2 separate regions of the Mus musculus genome follow, and region 1 is linked to region 2. The links are chromatin contacts, called in public Hi-C maps. All regions are on one chromosome and are shown on one strand. Each heading gives the region's core, a stretch centred on a gene start, on an enhancer-like site or on the middle of the called end of the contact. The rest is flanking DNA. Distances are from core to core; before and after follow the strand shown. Region 1 overlaps AU040320 (expressed sequence AU040320). Region 2 has its middle 19 kb from the start of Gm46870.

The links. Hi-C and Micro-C count contacts between places; a contact is called where the count stands out from the background.
Region 1: a contact with region 2 is called in a Hi-C map of cortical neurons, with 3 times the contacts expected there. The contact joins two enhancer-like sites. A contact is called at or near these places in 9 of 484 Hi-C or Micro-C datasets (the C2C12 cell line, the G1E-ER4 cell line, bone marrow-derived macrophages and 4 more), 13 of 115 datasets of contacts at active chromatin or transcription factors (bone marrow-derived dendritic cells, craniofacial prominence, embryonic basal ganglia and 7 more) and 4 of 9 other capture datasets (adipose tissue, embryonic stem cells, liver and 1 more).

What each region holds. Positions count from the first base shown.
Region 1 is chr4:126,839,227-126,842,184 of GRCm38.p6, forward strand. AU040320 (expressed sequence AU040320) reads left to right here. Exons shown (of 21, transcript NM_133886.2): 13 at 373-521; 14 at 1,420-1,571; 15 at 1,880-2,018. Among named protein-coding and RNA genes, the nearest start is that of Gm25604, 20 kb to the right of the region's middle. Within about 2 kb of position 1,320, at least 43 of the 459 cell types and tissues checked have an H3K27ac peak or open chromatin away from gene starts, as enhancers often do. A contact at or near this core is called in cortical neurons, where this site is marked.
Region 2 is chr4:126,638,199-126,640,898 of GRCm38.p6, forward strand. No RefSeq gene overlaps it. Among named protein-coding and RNA genes, the nearest start is that of Gm46870, 19 kb to the left of the region's middle. Within about 2 kb of position 1,358, at least 6 of the 459 cell types and tissues checked have an H3K27ac peak or open chromatin away from gene starts, as enhancers often do. A contact at or near this core is called in cortical neurons, where this site is marked.

The sequences.
Region 1 (2,958 bases), core at 70-2,569, 200 kb after region 2:
TTGCTAGCACACTAGCTACGGGGCCAGAAACGCTTTTCAGAAGCCTCATCCTAGAGCCCCCTATTGATCCCAGAGCTGCTCAGAGGACTTACTGCTTATATAAGCCAGAATAATAAGGGTGGAATGCTCTAGAAGCTCATATAAAAGACAAGCCGAGATGTGCTTGACAGCTGAGGAGTGGAATTTTCTGACCAGAAGTAGCCTGTGTTTTAGGACCAAGTGATACTTTCCAAACGGAATATTTTTAAACATTTCCTGTCAGGGTTTGGGAAACAATTGTTCCTGTCTCAGTTGAGGTAATAATTGTTCTTCCTGCTGCCAGGGGAGCAGCAGACAGGTACGACTCCGCCCTCTGATTACTCTCTCGTCTAGGGGACCTGACGGGGTGCAGCTGGAGAATGCCAACAGCAGTGTCGCCACTGTGACTGGGCTGCAAGTCGGGACTTATGTATTCACCTTGACTGTCAAAGATGAGAGGAACCTACAGAGCCAGAGCTCCGTTAATGTCATTGTCAAAGAAGGTGCGTCTTGCTGTGGGCATGTGCAGCAGCCTAGTGGGTCTATCTATTCCTGGGATAGCCCAGGAGTCCGCCCTGTCTTATGTGGTACAGGATTGATTTAGAGGCAAATAGGAAAAGCAGTCTCCGGGAAGGGAGCTTTGAGAGTGGCTGCTGATTCTAAAGCCCCTTTCCCTTCCCGCTGGCCCCAGCCCCACGCCGCCTTCCTGCTCTTCCTTCTTACATGAAATGGAAAGCACTGACAGCTATTTGCTTTGCATTTTGCTTTTGCCTCTATGCTAAGTCCTTGGGCTTCTGTGACTCTCTGATAGCTACAGTGACACCTGCTGGCAGGAGCTGGGATGGCGGCTGCACTGCAGCCTCTGGCCAACATCTATCTGCCTTGTCCTCTTGGCTTCACAGGGTCTGGGGAGGACTTGGGAGAGGCCATGGACTGGTAGTAGAAAAGTCACCTCGTCAGCGGGTGACATCCAAACAGAATTGTGCTGACTAAGCTGAGGAACACCCTGGCAAGACGACCTTCCATGCCATAGAGTCTGTGGGGCCGCAGCTTAGAGGGGTCACACTCTTCTTTTTCTTATGAAGCACAAGGAGAGAAGACACACCAAGAGTAGCGCTTGAAAGGAGGTTATGCTGTTAACTAGCAAAGCCTGAGCCTCTGGTTCTAAGCACCCTGGTCTTCATTTCTAGTCACTAAATTCCTTTAAAGTGGAGACCTGCTGTAGAGCCACAGGAGGGAGGCATGCTGTCCCCTCTGCGTGGCTTTTGCTCTGCACTCTTGGATAAGCACTAACAGCTCCCTATTCGAGGTGCTCTCTGTGCTGAGCTCCTCAGCAGCTCTGCACGTGAAGCCTTGCTTTCCCAGAATGTCACATTATGTCGTTGATGTCTCCTTGGTTAGAAATAAACAAACCGCCAGTAGCCAAGATCGCTGGGAACGTGGTGGTGACCTTGCCCACGAGCACAGCTGAGCTGGATGGCTCGAGGTCCTCAGATGACAAGGGGATAGTCAGCTACCTGTGGACTCGAGATGAGACGAGCCCAGCCGCAGGGGTGAGTGAGTGTGTCAGGATGTGACGGGGCAGGGGGGAGGTGAAGAGGGGGTTCCTACCCTCCAGGATCTTTTTTAGCCATGCAGGCCCCGATATCAGACTGAGATTGTGCTCTGGAGTCAGGGAGGCCTTCCCGTGGGTCATTCTACAACTGCTGTGCTCAGGGGCTTGGCTCTCCTGACCCTAGGAGCTGTGGCGGGCAGTGCGGTGACTGTCCACCAGCAGAGCTGTGTGGCTCAAGCAATAGCTAACTCCAAGAAAGGGGTGGCGTTCTGTCCCAGAGCACAGCCATGTCGTTCCCGCCCCCAGGAGGTGCTGAATCACTCTGACCACCACCCTGTCCTCTTCCTCTCCAACCTGGTGGAGGGGACCTACACGTTTCACCTGAAAGTGACAGATGCAAAGGGCGAGAGCGACACAGACCGGACGACAGTGGAAGTGAAGCCTGGTGAGCCCCGCCTGCAAGGCCTCCATCCCAGAGAGGGCAGGCTTGCCCCGAGCCATACAGCAGTGTGTCAGGCAGGCAGAGCCTGGGCCCAGCACCTGCTCCTTTGTGCATGACCGACCAGGGTTCCATGGGAAGTTGAGCACAGCAATAGCGTGAGTCATGATGTCTCATCAGCATGGAGATGCAGAAAACAGTTTATTTTTGTAAGTTGACCCTCAGGCTTTATCTGAAAATCCAGGGAAGGTGAGGCGATGTCGGCACACTTCTCAGGGTTTCAGCAATAAATGTCCTCCTTAAACAGAAGCTTGTTTTTGTGGTAGGGAAGGGTGGGAGTGGGCAGGACTGATGGGCCCTAGGTCAGTCTCAGGCATGGCCTCTATCTTGGGAAGGGTCCTGGGAAGACAGTCAGCCCTTGCCTTGCCTCTAGGAAGGATAGTGGCTGAGACACACTGGGTCTCATCTGTGTTCAAAATCAGGCTACAGATAGTGCACCCTGACTCTCTTCCACTCAAGGTTTCCTGAGCAACTTATAGTTGCTTCAGATCTGGCCAGCAAGCGTAGCCATATCCAGGTGCTAGAGGCTAACAATATGGCGCTGGGGCTCAGCGGTTAAGAGCACTGGCTGCTCTTCCAGAGGTCCTGAGTTCAATTCCCAGCACCCAGGTAGCAGCTCACAACTGTCTGTGGCTCCAGTACCTTCACACAGACACACAGACATATATTCGCACAGCCAAAACACCAATAAAGTAAAATTAAAAATAAAACAAAACAAAACATTATGGTGCTCAAGCTATCTCTTGACTTCCTGGACTTTCCCTGCTAGGATGGCTGGGGTGGGGGTGGGGAGAAGGCGTGCACAGAGGGGTGTCTCTCATATTTATAAACAAAGTACAGCATGTCCCTGGCTCAGGGGACACATAGATGGAGAGTTTAGCTGTGC
Region 2 (2,700 bases), core at 108-2,607:
AGTGCTGGGATTAAAGGCGTGTGCCACCATGCCCGGATGAGACATTTCTGTAACTGCGAGATAGAACACTTGTCGAGCATGCACAAGCCCTGGGTTTGATGATTGGAACTGCCACAAAAGTAAATGCACAACATCAAATTCATATATATGCATATATATATGTGTGTGTGTGTATACACTTGTGTGTATAAATTAATATATACATATGTGTGTGCATGTGTGTGTGTGTATAAATTCATACACACATATATACATATAGGTGTGTGGACATGTTTGTGTGTGTGTGTGTGTGTGTGTGTGTGTGTGTGTGTGTGTGTTGAGATAGAATTTCTCTGTGTAGCCAGGCTGGCCTGAAACTCAGAGGTTCCTCCACCTCTGCCTTCCAAATGAAGTTTGTTAAAAACAGAAAAGCAAGACCAGAGGCAGTGGTCCAGACCTGCAGTCCCAGCACTTGGGCAGCAGAGCCTCGTGAATTATATAATTCAGGAACATGAGCCCAGCCTGGGAAGCAAACTAAGCTGTCTCCAAAAGGAGAAAGGAGAAATGAAAACCAGAAAAAAAAAAAAAAAAAAAAACCCAACATGATATTGATCCAGATGGCTGGAAACCTGGCTGAAGCACAGCCTCTTGAGAAAGAAGGGGAGACCTCCTTTGTCCTTGACAAATGGCCTCACAGCTAAGAACTTCAGTGAATCCATTTGCAAAACAGAGAACTTTCTTTCTCTTTGCACTGCTGGGGTTATGGTAATAACGAAATAGAAGAAAGGACATGAAAGAAATGAAAACCCCTAGTCGGGTGAGATCCAGGACCAGGATGGTGGTCTGGAAAGGGAGGCAAATGGAAGCCCTGGGCGGATGCTGCTCTTGGGGCCACATTCATTTCATGCCTGTGTGCTGGGTACTGAAACAGGTTGATTTGAGATCTTATCCTGAGACAAGCGCAACACCTTTGACAGACAGCCTGATGGGGCAGAGGTAGCTGGGAACACTTACTTCTTATTCCTAAACTCTGTGTCCTGGATGCACTAGCTCCAGCTTGTCTTCCTGGATATCTCCCAGGAAAGATGGACAGTTCAAAGAGGCTGGGGGGTGGGGTGAGGGGAACCAGAGGAGTGATCAGGATCTGGTCCAGAGGACAACTTGTCCTCTCATCCATGAGGTCATCAGACAGCAGCGGCTTGTGGCTAGAGGAACCAAGCAGTCGCTGTGGGCTGGGTTCTGGCAGGTAGCTCTTGAGCATTCTGGCCGCCTGGGCCCTCTTCTGCATTAATTACCCAACAACATGGTTCAGGCTGTTCTCCCTTTCTGCTACTTTAATTAACGGAGATCTCCTCCAAGCAAACCAGCTGCCGTGTAAGTTGTCAAACTGTCAGCACACACAGGATGGGTGCCATGGCGACACTAAGTGTGGAAACTACTCATGGGCTCCCTGGCTCCTTGGCACGGTAGGCTCTGTCCCTCCAGTCTATCCCAGGAGCAAAGATGGGCATAGAAACATCAAGAGCAAGAAAAGACTTTGGGTTCAGAGTTGGGTCTGACCTTTGCCTGCCAGTCATTTACTATGAGAGTTCGGGCAAACTGAACTTTTGCCTCATCTGCAAAGCGGGGATGTGACCACTTACCTTGAGGCAGGACTGTGGTCGGGAATGTAAAACACGCTTTACCGGGGGCCCGTGGTGCCTGTGAGTATGACCATGATTCAGGCAGTTATTCAGGTCATTCTGGCTTTCCAAGCAACCTCTTCACATATTTTCATTGTTGTTTTTGCTTGTTTGTTTGTTTTGCTTTTTTGTTTTTGCTTTCTTAAAAAGATTTATTTATTTATTTAATGTATATGAGTACACTGTAGCAGTACAGATGGTTGTGAGCCATCATGTGGTTGCTGGGAATTGAACTCAGAACCTTCTGGAAGAGTAGCCAGTGGGTGGTGGTGGGTGGTAGAAGTGGGATGGGTGGTAGAGATGGTGGTAAATGAGGTGATGGCTTTAAGAAGGAAAAGGATGGGGCTGGAGAGGTGGCTCAGCAGGTAAGAGCACTGACTGCTCTTCCGAAGGTCCTGAGTTCAATTCCCAGCAACCACATGGTGGCTCACAACCACCCGTGATGAGATCTGACGCCCTCTTCTGGTGCATCTGAAGACAGTTACGGTGTACTTACATATAATAATAAATAAATAAATCTTAAAAAAAAAAAAAAAAAAAAGAAGGAAAAGGATGAGTTCAGACCTGAAGGACAAGGAGTCCAGCATAGACAGGAAATGAGGGTAGAAGAGGGTACCTTAGCAGATAGCATCAGGTTCAAATGCCCAGGGTAGCCTAGCTTGTCTTAAATTTGGTTTGTAACCCAAAGTAGTTTTAGAATTCCGAGGTCTCCTGGTTCTACTTTGTGCTACCATGCCTGGCCATATTTGTATTTTGAAAGGACTATTTATATGAGATGTGTATAGTGAGTTGGAAAAGAGTGGGAACAGGTCAGGTAGATGGAGTTGTCTATTATTTATTTATTTATTTATTTATTTATTTATTTATTTATTTATTTGAGACATGGTTTGTCTATGTAGCTCTGGCTGCCCAGGACACACCTGTAGACCAGGCTGGCCTCCAACTCAGAGATCTGCCTACCTCTGCCTCCCGAGTGCTGGGATTAAAGGCATGGGCCACCACTGCCTGGTTGCAAGTTGTTTAAATTCAGATCAAAGCT